4 separate regions of the Mus musculus genome follow, and regions 1, 2 and 3 are each linked to region 4. The links are chromatin contacts, called in public Hi-C and promoter capture Hi-C maps. All regions are on one chromosome and are shown on one strand. Each heading gives the region's core, a stretch centred on a gene start, on an enhancer-like site or on the middle of the called end of the contact. The rest is flanking DNA. Distances are from core to core; before and after follow the strand shown.

Region 1 (3,174 bases), core at 347-2,846, 1.1 Mb after region 4:
GTAGTCTGGAGGGCTGTCATATGTCAAGTTGCTCAACTATTGGGGGCAGAGAAAGGGGGGAATGAGACAAGTGTCAAGCCATTTTAAGAATTCGCTGGGAGTTGGAGATTTAGCTCAGTGGTAGAGCGCTTGCCTAGCAAGCCCAAGGCCCTGGGTTCAATCCTCAGCTCTGGGGGCAGGGGGGAAAGAATTCGCTGGCTGTGCCCACCATGACCCAATTTACCTTAGGAGGCCTCTGTGAATTTGGGGTAATTGGCGGTATGTCTGTATTTCCAAGGCCTGCAGAAGAAGAATCGATGGTGTTAGGGAGGTGCTAATTTAGCTAGGTCAAGGGAGGGGGCCAAAGGGGTCACGAGGTCAGGAGGGTCACTGGGAAGATCGCTGAAGATTGCTGAGTCTGGTCCCAGGGGATCACAGGGTCACGGTCTCACTTGGGGGCCCACTGTCCAGCAATTCCACAAAGTTGGATGGGAAGGCTCCCAACTGCCCGTTCTTCTCTCCCAGCCACCAGCCGTCCTCAATCTGGGGAAGGGGAAGGATGCGGGAGCATCTGGTTCTGTCCAAGAGTAACTGAGGTGTCCATCCTTGGTTCTACCCAAGGACTACATCCTCCCCAGCTGCCTCCCTTCCCATCGCCCCCACCCTTACTTCACTTTCTTCTGTGTGAATAGCTGCAGCATCTCCCCAAGTGCCCCCAGGACCCCTCACCTCCTTTATCACTTCCAAAATCTCCCCAGTTTGAAGCGTCAGCTCGTCTGCCTGCTCTGGGCTGTAGTTGAAGTTCACTCTGCACCATCTTTGGGGGTCCCGAGAGTTGATGGGGTGACCTAGGCCAGACAAGCAGGGAAGCAGCTCTGAGCAGGGAGCCCCGTCTGCAGCACTGGGGAAGAGTTGGACCCCAGAACTCCCTTTAGTAGCTTCAGGCCCCGCCCTCGAGCGGAGCATTGTACTTCAAGCCAATCAGGGGGCTGCAAAATAGCCGCGGGTGCCCCACCCACAGCCGTCATGTTCCACGCGGGCAGTGAGGCCCCACCCGCCGGCCCAGCGCCCGACTCACGGCGACTACGGCGCGGAAAGCGCGGTCTGGACTCGGTGACGCCCCGCAGGGCCTCCGGAATCTCCTGGGAAAATCACATAGGGGCGGCACTAGGCACAAGGCCCGAGGCTGAGGCCAGGGCCGCTCCTGCTCCCCCGCGCAGCCATACCCGTACCAGGCCTCACCTGCACCAGGCGCTTGGGGAAGCGACCGCGGCGGCCCCGCAACTCCCCAAGCAGCCAGCCCCGAGCGGGCCCCGCGCACACCTGCCGGATCACGTCCCCCGGAGCCAGACTCAGCTCGTCCTCCGTCTGCGCTCGGTATCTGGCCAGGACCAGGACCTCTACGGGCGGAAGCGAGCTAAGAAAGGCTGTGGGGACGTCCGTGGACTTTGCCCTTCGGAAAGTGTTTAGAAGAACCCACCCCGAACCCCCACACACATACCCATGACTTCTGGGGCTCCCTGCGCAGCCTGACCGTCAGGCTGGGCATTGGGTGCTCGGAGGGCGGGCGAAGCCGCCAGGCGGTAGACTGGATGTGGATGAGGCGGAGACTCGAGTCATAGGTCAGGATCCAGGTAGTAGGAGTGGGCGGCCTGGCTCAGCAGGTTGGGCCCCAATTCTTGAAGGAGGAGTCCAGGGTCTCAGCCCAGGGCTGGGGTAACAGCTTCCCCAAGAGCTCTACTTTAGCCAAGTCTCCCAACCTAGGCCAGACTCTATGTCTTTTATAACATTTCCTGGCCCACCCTCTTCTGGCTTGCAAGTTCTTAGCTGCAGGGGAAGGTGGAAGAGGTACATACCAGGGTGGGGCCATTCCTGGGAAAGTGGCCCCAGATAGAGATACTAGCTCCTGTCTCTGAAAAGCTATGGCGGGTATATTCCAAACTTCAACCCCCCCTGAAGCTTCGACTCACTTGGGGGCCTAGTTGGATTTCTGATAACTACTGCAGATTCTCCTTGGGGAAAGGCAGCAAGAATCAACTTTTAATAAGGGCTGGCAAGAGTCTGAAGGTTAGGGTCCACCCAGTTTACCAGTTGGGCTAGGCTCACCTCTTCCTTGTGGGTTAACATATAAAGGCCGAGCCAGCTCACTGCAGCCTTGACCCCTGCCCCAGCACCAAGGAAGCCAAAGTCCTGACTTCTGGCATGGTAGCTAGGTTTGGTTCTTGGAGGAGTCAAAAACACAGAATGCACAGCCTCCACTGAGAACAAGAAGTCCTTCTTCCCAGAGACGAAAACTATGGTATATTCTATGGGACCTATTAACCCAGGGTCACTCACACAAGCAACAAACACAGTCCGTTTACATCTGCCACTTCATTTATTGTTTTTATTTGCAGGAGGAGTTGAAACAAAAATTTAAGGGTGTTTTTTTGTTCTCCCCTAAACATGAATCATTCAAGTAAAACCAACATAACTATTGAAATTAGCAAAGTAAAGGGAAGTATGCACAACAACCCAAGAGCGAAGGCTGGGGAGGGAGGAGGGTGCAGTCGGCGTCCAACAGATGCGCGCAGGCAGCGGTTCACCTGCTGGGGACCGCTGCCCCGGAAGGCAAGCACAAGGACCCTTTAATGAGGATGCCCCCCAACATCTGAAAATGTTTCAACCCAAAACGTAAGGTTAAAGAGAAAAAAAAAAGGAAAAACCCAAAAACACACAACCCCACAGACCACCCAGCCATAACCACCATCCTTAATCATAGGCGTTTCTTTTCATTTTATAAAAAGATTAATAAAAAATATTGAAAAAATTATTTTCTCATCTTGTATTTGTAAAGATAATAGAATTCAGAAGTTTCTTAGAAAACCGTCCAGAAACTGCCCTCCAGTTTCCACTCCTCTTGCTGAAGACCAGCAGGACTACAAAGGTTGGGACACTGGAGCTGCTGGTGGAGAATGGGAAGCCCAGCCCAGGAGAAATGAGACAGAGCAGGGTGCATGGGGAGGCTGGGAGCAACTCCACGGGATACATGGCTGTGTAGAAAGGGGAACACGAGGTGGTCAGAAAGGCCTTAAACTCCTCCTCAACATACAAAACCGGTTTGTACAAGATCCAAGCAGTTTGGTCCCAAACTGAGGTGAACACTTCAATTTTTATTCACATGCTTTGTTTTCTCTTAAGAGTCAAAGTTGCCCA
Region 2 (3,333 bases), core at 491-2,990, 2.0 Mb after region 4:
AACTGTCAAGCTGGTAGCCGGACCTGTATGTGATGAACCAACCATCCTCCTGGCTCAACACTATTGGGGTTGGGAAATCTGAAGGAAAAGAGATGCTGCCAGCTGCTTGTTTTCATACCAGTACTTATTGATACCTAAATATCATAAAACAAAAGAAAACAACAACAAAACATTAGTGTTGTGGGCTGAGAGTTGAATCTAGGGCCTCAAGCCCTTTATGACTGAGTTATGGCCTCAGCCATGCATAAACATTTTTTTTTTTCAACAGTGTTTCACTATGTATCTTTCTTGCTGGCCTGAAACTCACTGTGTAGACCAGGCTGGCCTAGAACTCAAGAGATATGACTGCTTCTACCACATGCCTGATGGGATCAAAGGCATGCACCAGCCCCATCCCGGTTAAAACCCAATGTTCATGAAGCTTTAAAGGGAGGGAATAAAAAGGAAATCTCGGCTGACCTGGTGGATGCATGCTTTTAGTCCCAGCACCTGGGAGGCAGAGGCAGGTGGAGGGCTGAGTTTGAGGCCAGTCTGGTCTACAGAAGTAGTTCTAGGACAGCCAGGGCTATGCAGAGTAACCCCGTCTTGAACAAAATCAAAAACAATTTCCTCTCCCATGATTTGTGCTTGTAAATTGTTACTGTACACACACATGGAGTCACATCTACCTCATTTACCCTTCTGCTGGAGAATAAAGTGAGTCTTCTGCATGTCACACAAGCCAGAACCCCAAAGGCTGTGTCCTCAGCTCTCTCCATACTTTTCCCTCTTGGACAAAGACTGCATTCACTCAAACCTAATGGCAAATTTTATAGTATTACAACAAACGTGTTGCTATGAAATAATGTTTTTTTTTTTCCCTTTTTTTTTTTTTTTTTTTTTTTTTTTTGGTTTTTCAAGACAGGGTTTCTCTGTATAGCCCTGGCTGTCCTGGAACTCACACCCGGCTTCCTTTTTCTTAAATCTTTACTTTTATTTATTCATTAATTTTTTTGGAGGCAGGGTTTCTTTGTGCAGTCCTGGCTGTCCTGGAATTTACTATGCAGCCCAGGCTGGCTTTGAACTTGGAGTCCTTTCTGCTTCCAGAGTGCTAGGATTAAAGGCATATGCCAAAACAACCGGGGCTTCTATTTTATTTTATTATTTTTATTTTATTACGTTTCATGTAGCCCAAGCTGGTTTTGAACTCAATGTAATTGATAATGTAAAGATAAACTTGCAGTCCTGATTACTAGTGCCTCCTCCTCCCAAATTTTGGGCTCACGTGTTTGCCAATCTGCTAGCCTTTGATAGGGTTTCAATAAAAGTAAAACCGTTGAGATTAAACTCTGTGAAATTGACTCTAACTTCATTGGCGTAGGAATAAGAGACAGCACAAGTTCAATTTATAACCTTGAACCCAGCGAAGATGTTAGCCAAGAATAGCGGACTACTCATAAGAGGAAAGAAAATAGCCTTTCAGCGCTATCAGGAGCTGATAGGGCCCTGGATATTTAATTTCACGCGAAAGTTGCAGGGCATGCCCATTCAAATTTCTTCCAACAAATCACAAAGGCGTATAGACACTTTCTTATCCGTTTATTGGTCAAATGGAAATCCCAGCCCTCCCTACCTCCCGCCTCTCACTAGGGAGCCAATTGGAAAAACTTAGGTTTCATCATCAAGTACTGTACTTGCTATTGGCTGTCCGAGCTGTCAATCTAGGGAAGGCGGGCCAGGCCGAACTGTCCTATTTAAGAAGAGGACAAAGGCGGCGCGCAGCTTGTGTCGTCCGCCATTTTGTGCTCAGCAAGGTGGCAACCACGTTCCCTGAGCGACTTCTCCGCTTCTGCCTCGACCGCCCCTTGACTACAGCTATGTCTCGGGATCGGTTCCGGAGTCGCGGTGGCGGCGGTGGAGGCTTTCACCGGCGTGGAGGAGGTGGCGGCCGCGGCGGCCTTCACGACTTCCGCTCTCCGCCGCCGGGCATGGGCCTCAACCAGAACCGCGGCCCCATGGGCCCGGGCCCTGGCGGCCCGAAGCCGCCGCTCCCGCCTCCACCTCCTCACCAGCAGCAGCAGCAGCCGCCGCCGCAGCAGCCTCCGCCGCAGCAGCCGCCGCCGCACCAGCAGCCGCCGCCGCACCAGCCGCCCCATCAACAGCCCCCGCCTCCGCCGCAGGAATCCAAGCCCGTCGTCCCCCAAGGCCCCGGCTCGGCGCCGGGGGTGAGCAGTGCGCCTCCGCCGGCGGTCTCGGCTCCGCCCGCCAACCCCCCGACCACCGGCGCCCCTCCGGGCCCTGGTCCAACCCCGACTCCGCCGCCCGCCGTCCCCTCCACCGCCCCCGGACCGCCTCCCCCATCGACGCCGAGCAGCGGAGTCTCGACCACCCCTCCACAGACCGGCGGCCCTCCGCCACCGCCCGCCGGGGGCGCCGGGCCGGGGCCTAAGCCGGGGCCAGGCCCTGGCGGTCCAAAAGGCGGCAAGATGCCCGGTGGGCCTAAGCCTGGAGGTGGCCCGGGCATGGGCGCTCCTGGTGGCCACCCGAAGCCACCACACCGAGGTGGCGGCGAGCCCCGTGGGGGCCGGCAGCATCATGCGCCCTACCACCAGCAGCACCACCAGGGGCCCCCTCCCGGCGGACCGGGACCGCGCACGGAGGAGAAGATCTCCGACTCGGAGGTGAGCGGGTTCTCGAGCAAAGCCGTCCGTTTCCCTAAGATGGCGGCGCCTGCCTACCCTCGGCGTTTTTTTTTCCTCTTCCCCCCCGCCCGCAGCCTAGAGGGCCTCCATTTTGTCCCCTGCCGGAAGCGCTCCTGCGCATGCTTGCGCAGGCGGGGCGGACGCGCGGCGGGCTGTGGAGGCCGCTAGGGATTGGCTTCCAGCGGGAGGGCATCCTCACGTCTTGGCGGTAATCCGCTAGAGGCTAGCGGTCCGGTCCCTTGGGACCCAACTAGTGCACGTCGGAGGCCTCTGTTTGGGAGAAAACAGGGCAACTTGGTGCTGTCTTCCTAGTCTGCATTTAGAGCTATTTGTTGACGTCAGAGGTGTATTGATTGGCGTTTGCTGATAAAGAGGCGATGTGTTTCAAAGCATTTTGTATACTCTGCTTCATATGGATTAGAGTTAGTGATCCTGTTGGATCCCCAAATATGGTTCAACCTGCTAGCCCTCATGGGAAAAAAGGGAGATCGTTAACGAATGCACGATGGCCTACTTTGGGACCACTAGACTTTTCCTGCTTTGGTGTATGAATTCCGTCCGATTTCTTTATTAGGGATTTAAAGCCAACTTGTCTCTCTTGCGGAGGCCTGGAGAAAAAACTTACACACAGCGCTGTCGGTTGTTTGTGGGG
Region 3 (3,032 bases), core at 281-2,780, 1.2 Mb after region 4:
GTCCGTGAGAAGTCAAGGAGAGGCTCCACCTCCAGTCTGTCCAGAACCGCCCTGCCTGACAGCAGGCTGGGTGGGGTCAGGCGGCTGCCTGTGACTGTGACTCAGGTTTCTGTGGGCAGCCAAGGCAGCCGGCAGGGAGGAGCCCAGACCGACTGACAGGCTGGCCAACTGCTGTTTTCACCTCAGCTGTCCCCTCTCCTGGGAATGAAGGAGGCTCTGGACTAGCCTCACTGCTACTCTCCCAAGGCTACAGACTTCTGTCTTCTTCTTCTGCTCCCTTCTAGAGACCCTCATGCAGCCTCCTGAGGTCGTGCCACAGGATGGAGAGTCAGGGATCTCTGCCTCTAGGGAGGCCCCGGAATGTCTGTACTACAGGGAGAAGGCTATAATAATGATTGGTCCTATAACCTCAGGGAAAGACTGGGAGAAACCCTTGCCCCCCTCCAGCCTTCTCCTAGCCTAGCTGGCTCAGTATCTGGACAGAGCAGTTGTCATGGTGAAGGCCGGGTGGTACACAACAGTATATAGTTGCTGCAGAGACAGACAAGCAGGCTGAAGCGAGGAGACCTGAATTCCAAGCACAGTGCCCACAGGGCTGACCACTAAGGAGAGACGGCCGGAGCCAAATCCAAAGGGCTGTGGTCAGTGATGACAGGGCTTTGCCTCTGTGAAGGGTAAGAAGGGTTTGGTCAGCTAGCACATTCCTCAACGATTGTTGGGCTGTGTTTGGATCTGTTGGACTGTCTTGATAGTGTAGCTCGAAGGGAATCACATTTCCTCTGTGCCTTTTCTGTGCCCACGATCTGTGCTCATGTCTCATTAATATTTACAGCAACTGAAAGAACTTCAGCATCTGGCCTCAGATGGCAAGCCTGGGATTAGAACTCGGCACTGAGTGCCACCACAGCCGGCATCTTGGTTTTTCTGGGAACTAGGCAGGGTAGCTGTTCTAGAGAAGGGACGGTAAGTGATTTGGATTTGTTAAAAAGGCCACAAGTGTAAGGATGCAGGGCTTGGCTGTGTTTGGGGTTTGGGAACAGATGGCAGTTGAAAGAGAAAGCCGTTAACTATCCTGACATAGAATATGTGGTCATGCAAACTTTTTATAATGAACTTTAGACCTCTGTGTGAGCCATCGCTAGTTTTTCAGGACATCCTGGGCGCTTCTGGAGCTGATCTGCAGCAACAGAAAACAGTTCGAAATAGGGACTTTCCAAGACCAGTCTGGGAGAGAGAAGAATTTGCAGAACATCACAGTGCCAGTCGTGGGGGAGGAAAATAAGGACACTCTGTGGACAATGTAGGACTACCACAAGGTGCGGATGCCACCTAGCGGCCATAATGGTGCAGCCACCCGGGCGCTGGTAGCATTCCGGAGCTGCAGCTCGAGCTGAATCACGGGTGGGACTTCCGGGTAGAACTGCCGGATGCTGTAGTCTGACTTTGGTCAGCCGAACCACAAGTCCCGGGGTCCTCTGCGCCACACCGCGCAGGCGCAGTGAGGAGGGGCCGGTCAGTCCTAGACGCTGAGGGGCCGCGGCTGGGTTGAATCGGCGACTCCCGGGGTCTGGGATCTGGGTTGTGAGGAGGTGAGGTGAGGCGGCACTGAACGGTGGGCACCATGTCGAGGCAGGCGAACCGTGGCACGGAGAGCAAGAAAATGGTAACTGAGCGCGTGACCCGGCGGGCCGGGCGGAATCGAAGCTTCCTGGGAAGGGGCCTGGTGCTGGCGCTCCAAGTGATTGTCAAATGAGTCCTGCTGTGAGCTGTGGGATGGGGAAGTCCCAGTGTGGGTCATTCCCTAGGCGTCCGGCGCTGGGGCAGCTTGGGGGGACCCCTGAGTTGCCCCTCCGCCCGCTACACCCAGGTCTCTCGGGGTCGAGTGCTAAACCAACAACAGCGACGGTAATCAATAACAGTACCAACCATTTACTGATCTCTTACTGTGCGTTTGGTGCTAGGCTATTGCTTCCATTATGTCATTATCACAAGGTAACCTCTTCTAGGTGGATAATGTTATGGCGTTTTACAGCTCAGTGAAGTTTATGGGACATCCAGATTTACACTTCGGAAGAGTTAGGATTTAAACCCATGCCCCTCCATTTCTACAGTGAATATTTCAGCTTTTCACTATGCTTTAGGCATTGTGAGACTTAGACAGTGGTCTTGTCAGAAGGGGACTTGCCATCTAACATTAAGGAGTGAGCCGGCCTAAGTATTCAGTGGCCCCTGTAATGGTTGAGAGGATAACTGTGGTTCCTTCCCTAACCTGGGAGTAGTGGGACAGGATATAATCCCAAAAGGCTGGGCTGGGCTGGACTGGGTCTGGAGAGTCAGGTGGATATCAATTTTCTCCGAATCCCAAGGAAAGAGGCTTTCTTGTCAAGTGTTTTTTGTTTGTTTGTTTGTTTGTTTTTAGTGTATTCTTTTGCAGAACTGCCCATGCTGTGCCTTTGCTTTGGAGTTTCAAACTGAACATCTGGGAGCGGAACTGTAGCTCCAGTTGGTAGAGTGTCTGCTTAGCATGCACAAGGCCCTGAGTTGAATTCCCAGCACCACGTAAACTAAGCTTGCTCATGCATGCCTGTAATCCCAGCCCTCGGATGGTAGAGAAAAAGGGTCAGGAATTCAGGGTTGTCCTTAGCCCGAGATAAGATGGAGGCCAGCGTAGGCTACTTGAAGCTACTACTTGAAACTATTTTTAACACACAGAGTGTTGGGGACGTGGGGTGTGGGGCTCACATCAGGTTTGGGAGGTAACTCAGTGGTAGGATGCATATGCAGGATACTCTGAATTCAGACTTCAAAAAACAGCGGGACCAATCCGAGGTTGCCTGCCTGCTGACTAGATCTGGAAACCTATGTACTCCACTCTGGACAGTATGATTCAGTATGATTAGACTTTGTGTCTTATACCAGGAACAGCCAGCACAGGTGGAATCCCTGTTATTCCAGGCTGGTTCTTCCCCACCCCACCCCACCCCACCCCCAGAGCTGAGACTCTAACCCAGAGCCTTGTGCTTGCTAGGCAA
Region 4 (3,069 bases), core at 535-3,034:
ACCTCTGTCCTTATTCATCCAAGAAAGATTTAGTAAGGCCTTATTTTATGTCAGATGCCTGTTCAAAGTGTTTTTAATTTTTAAGCCCAGGGGACCTTTACATACTTAACTGCACCTTTGTGACAGTCTCTCTCTCTCTCTCTCTCTCTCTCAAGATAATGTCTCAGAGGGCTGTGGTGGCACACCGCCACACTGGAAGTGGCACACACTTTAATCCCAGCACTCTGGAGGCCAGCATGGACTACAGAGTGAGTTCCAGGGCAGCTAGGGCTACAAAAAGGAACCCTATCTCAAAACACAAGCAAACAAACAAACAAAAAGATAATGTCTTTTTCTACAGTTTGGCTTGTATCTTCCTATATAGCCCAGGCTAGACTAGCCTTGAACTCACGGCAGATAGTCTAACCTCAAATGCTGAGGTTAGAGGCTCATGCCAACACACTCAGCTTTGTTACGTTCTGGGGACACGGAGGTGAATAACGTACCTGATTTCCATTTTCCTAAGCTTATGGCCTAGACCCAAGAAAGCAGCCAATGCTCTTGTGAACAGAGTCATTTCGGGTAGTGGCATGTGCCGTGAAGTGAGGTGGGATGGAATAACAGGAAGAGAGTGGCTGACTTAAATCAGTAACTCAGCAAATACTTCTGCCAAAGGAGCTGCTGCCAGATAGATCAAGAGAATGTAGTTCCATTTAAAAACAAGTGAACAGTGAAAAAAATCTTTTGGTGTAGGGTCTCTCTATGTAGCTCAAGCTGGATTTGAACTTGTGACAATCCTCCTGCCTTAGCCTCTCAAGTATATCATGTTTCCTTAGATCCTTTAAGTTATCCTAAACGATGATTGGAATATAAGCTAGAAAGTGTGTTTATTTATTTTTAACCTGAAATTCAAATTTCACTGTCTTGTATTTTTTTTCTTGATGTTCTCCTCCCCCCCTCCTGCTTCCCCCTCCTCCTCCTCCTCCCCCTCCTCCTGCTCCTACTCCTACTCCTCCACCTTCTTGGAGACAAGTCATGCTATATAATGTGGACAAGTCTGGAACTCCTTCCTCTGCCTTTTGAGCATTGGTATTATAGGTGTGTGTCACCATGCTGATGAATTTGCTAGTGTTTGCAATCCTATGGATAGAGGATATTTGAGCAGGAACTGACCAGAAGGAACCAGCGATGCCGATTCAGGGAATGTGTGATCAAACAGAGCAACATTCAGTGTAAATGTCAGAAGAGGGAGAAATGAGGTCAGAGGAACGGAGCCAGATCACAAGTTTTGTAGGGATTGGAAGGAGTTTGAATCTGTCTCTCTTTGCGATAATAAACCATTGGAGAATTTAAAATCTCTCTCTCTCTCTCTCTCTGTCTCTCTCTCTCTCTCTCTCTCTCTCTCTCTGTCTCTCTCTCTGTCTCTCTGTCTCTCTCTCTTTCTTTCAAGCTGAGGCTTGAATCCAAAGTCTGTTGTTACTAAAAACTGCTCTACTCCAGCCTAAAATTTAAAGGCAGGTATGACCTGTTCTGATATTTGCCCGCTCTTGCTGGAACACTTTTAGAAAGGTTCAGAGGGCAAATTCCCATCAGCTCATGCACTGGGCCGAGAACAGGCTTCTCTCTTTTTCTCTTTCTCTCTTTTTCTCACTAAACCCAGGACTGCCCGGTGCCCTGGACGTTGCTATGGAAGGGACGCTTGACGGTTGCTAGACCCGGGGGAGGCGGGAGCAGGACAGAGGCGGAGCCGGGTCAGCCTTAGGCAAGCGCCGCGCGCTCTCAGGAAGTCGCGTAGCGCGAGCGGAAGTGACGTCGCGCGTGTTCAGGGTCCAACGTGCTTCACACAGGACGCTTTCCCGGCTGGGAAGTCGTGAAGTGGTTTACCTCGCGAGTAGCAGAGCGGTGTCGGTACTGTCGTCAGGATGGTGAAGCCCAAGTACAAAGGACGGAGCACCATCAACCGCTCGGCGGCCAGCACCAACCCAGGTACGGCGGACCGGGCGGGACCAGGCCGCAGGAGCCGTCGGGGACGGAGGAAGGCCCGTTCCGGCCTGGGCGGCGGACCCGAGGTCTAGGCACCTGCTCTAAAGTTGGGGGATGAGTCACGCCAGCCTCTGGCAGCCCCGAGGCCTCTCAGGAGGAGGTGTAGAGAAAGGCAAGTTAAAAGTGGGCTAGGGTCCTGGAGTCCTGGCACATGCCTGTCATCCCAGCACTTAGGAAGCTGAGGCAGAGGGGATCACGAGTTAGTGGCTATCTGGACTACAGGGTACAGACTGAAGACACAGAGTGGAGTAGGTTGGCCCAGGTGGCATTTTACCCTTAACCATAGCATTCGTGCCACCTTAGCTTTGACCGTGGAATCAGACCATGCATAAGCAACACTTCAGGTAAATATAGTGATTTCAATAGAGGTGGTTTTGAGATACGAGAAATTCCCATCTACAGGGCAAACAAAACAGGCTTTCGAGGAGTCCCTCCCACTTTGATTTAGCTACTAAAACTGTGTTTAAATATGGGTTAGTCATAGAGGGGCTTGGTGACGCATCCCTGTAGTTCCCAATACTGGGAAGGCAGGACAGACAGATCTCTTGTGAATTCGAGGCCAGCCTGGTCTGCATAGTGAGACTGTCTCAAACTGGTGGGGGGAAAAATTAGGTATACTCTTGTCTCCGTAAGGCTGCAAGGATAGCTGACTTCTGTATCTCCTTGTAATTTGCATAATTAGGGTTTTGATTAGATTTTTTTAAAAAAATGATGAAAACACTCAGAGACTGGAGAGAACATGGGGAGAATAAGAGCTCACTCGTACTGCTGTTGCAGGAGGACCAGAGTTCAATTCCAGTTCAATCAGCTCTCACCTACCTGGAAGTTCAACTCCAAGGGGAATCTGATACCTCTGGCCTTCAAGGCATCTACCCACATATATCCGTATAATGTTTAGTACTGTGTATGTAGCAGTACTAAAGGAGAACATGCAGGAAAGTTGCTGCGTTACTTTGTGATCTTTTATAACTGTATTAAGTCACATAATACCATGCATTTGGAAGATTCACTTGGGATTGGTTGGTGATTAGTGTGATGATGTTTCTA

What was found. Promoter capture Hi-C pulls out the DNA fragments that hold promoters and counts their contacts. A called contact is a pair of places that touch in the nucleus more often than the background predicts.
Region 1: a promoter capture Hi-C map of pre-B cells shows a contact between it and region 4, with 4 times the contacts expected there. The contact joins the promoter of Sh3d21 here to the promoter of Gnl2 in region 4. A contact is called at or near these places in 2 of 39 promoter capture datasets (liver and pre-B cells).
Region 2: a promoter capture Hi-C map of liver shows a contact between it and region 4, with 7 times the contacts expected there. The contact joins the promoter of Sfpq here to the promoter of Gnl2 in region 4. A contact is called at or near these places in 2 of 39 promoter capture datasets (liver and pre-B cells) and 1 of 9 other capture datasets (adipose tissue).
Region 3: a Hi-C map of B cells shows a contact between it and region 4, with 6 read pairs. The contact joins the promoter of Trappc3 here to the promoter of Gnl2 in region 4. A contact is called at or near these places in 1 of 484 Hi-C or Micro-C datasets (B cells) and 2 of 115 datasets of contacts at active chromatin or transcription factors (astrocytes and microglia).

Annotation. Positions count from the first base shown.
Region 1 is chr4:126,161,745-126,164,918 of GRCm38.p6, forward strand. It overlaps Sh3d21 (SH3 domain containing 21), which reads right to left and starts at 1,597. Exons shown (of 16, transcript NM_001162533.1): 1 at 1,481-1,597; 2 at 1,222-1,379; 3 at 1,058-1,121; 4 at 709-827; 5 at 432-522; 6 at 224-279; 7 at 1-36. The coding sequence starts at 1,484. Thrap3 (thyroid hormone receptor associated protein 3) reads right to left here. Exons shown (of 12, transcript NM_001356455.1): 12 at 2,338-3,174.
Region 2 is chr4:127,019,561-127,022,893 of GRCm38.p6, forward strand. It overlaps Sfpq (splicing factor proline/glutamine rich (polypyrimidine tract binding protein associated)), which reads left to right and starts at 1,741. Exons shown (of 10, transcript NM_023603.3): 1 at 1,741-2,660; 2 at 3,256-3,333. The coding sequence starts at 1,857.
Region 3 is chr4:126,260,875-126,263,906 of GRCm38.p6, forward strand. Trappc3 (trafficking protein particle complex 3) reads left to right here and starts at 1,531. Exons shown (of 5, transcript NM_013718.2): 1 at 1,531-1,663. The coding sequence starts at 1,622.
Region 4 is chr4:125,028,230-125,031,298 of GRCm38.p6, forward strand. Gnl2 (guanine nucleotide binding protein-like 2 (nucleolar)) reads left to right here and starts at 1,785. Exons shown (of 16, transcript NM_145552.2): 1 at 1,785-1,965. The coding sequence starts at 1,902.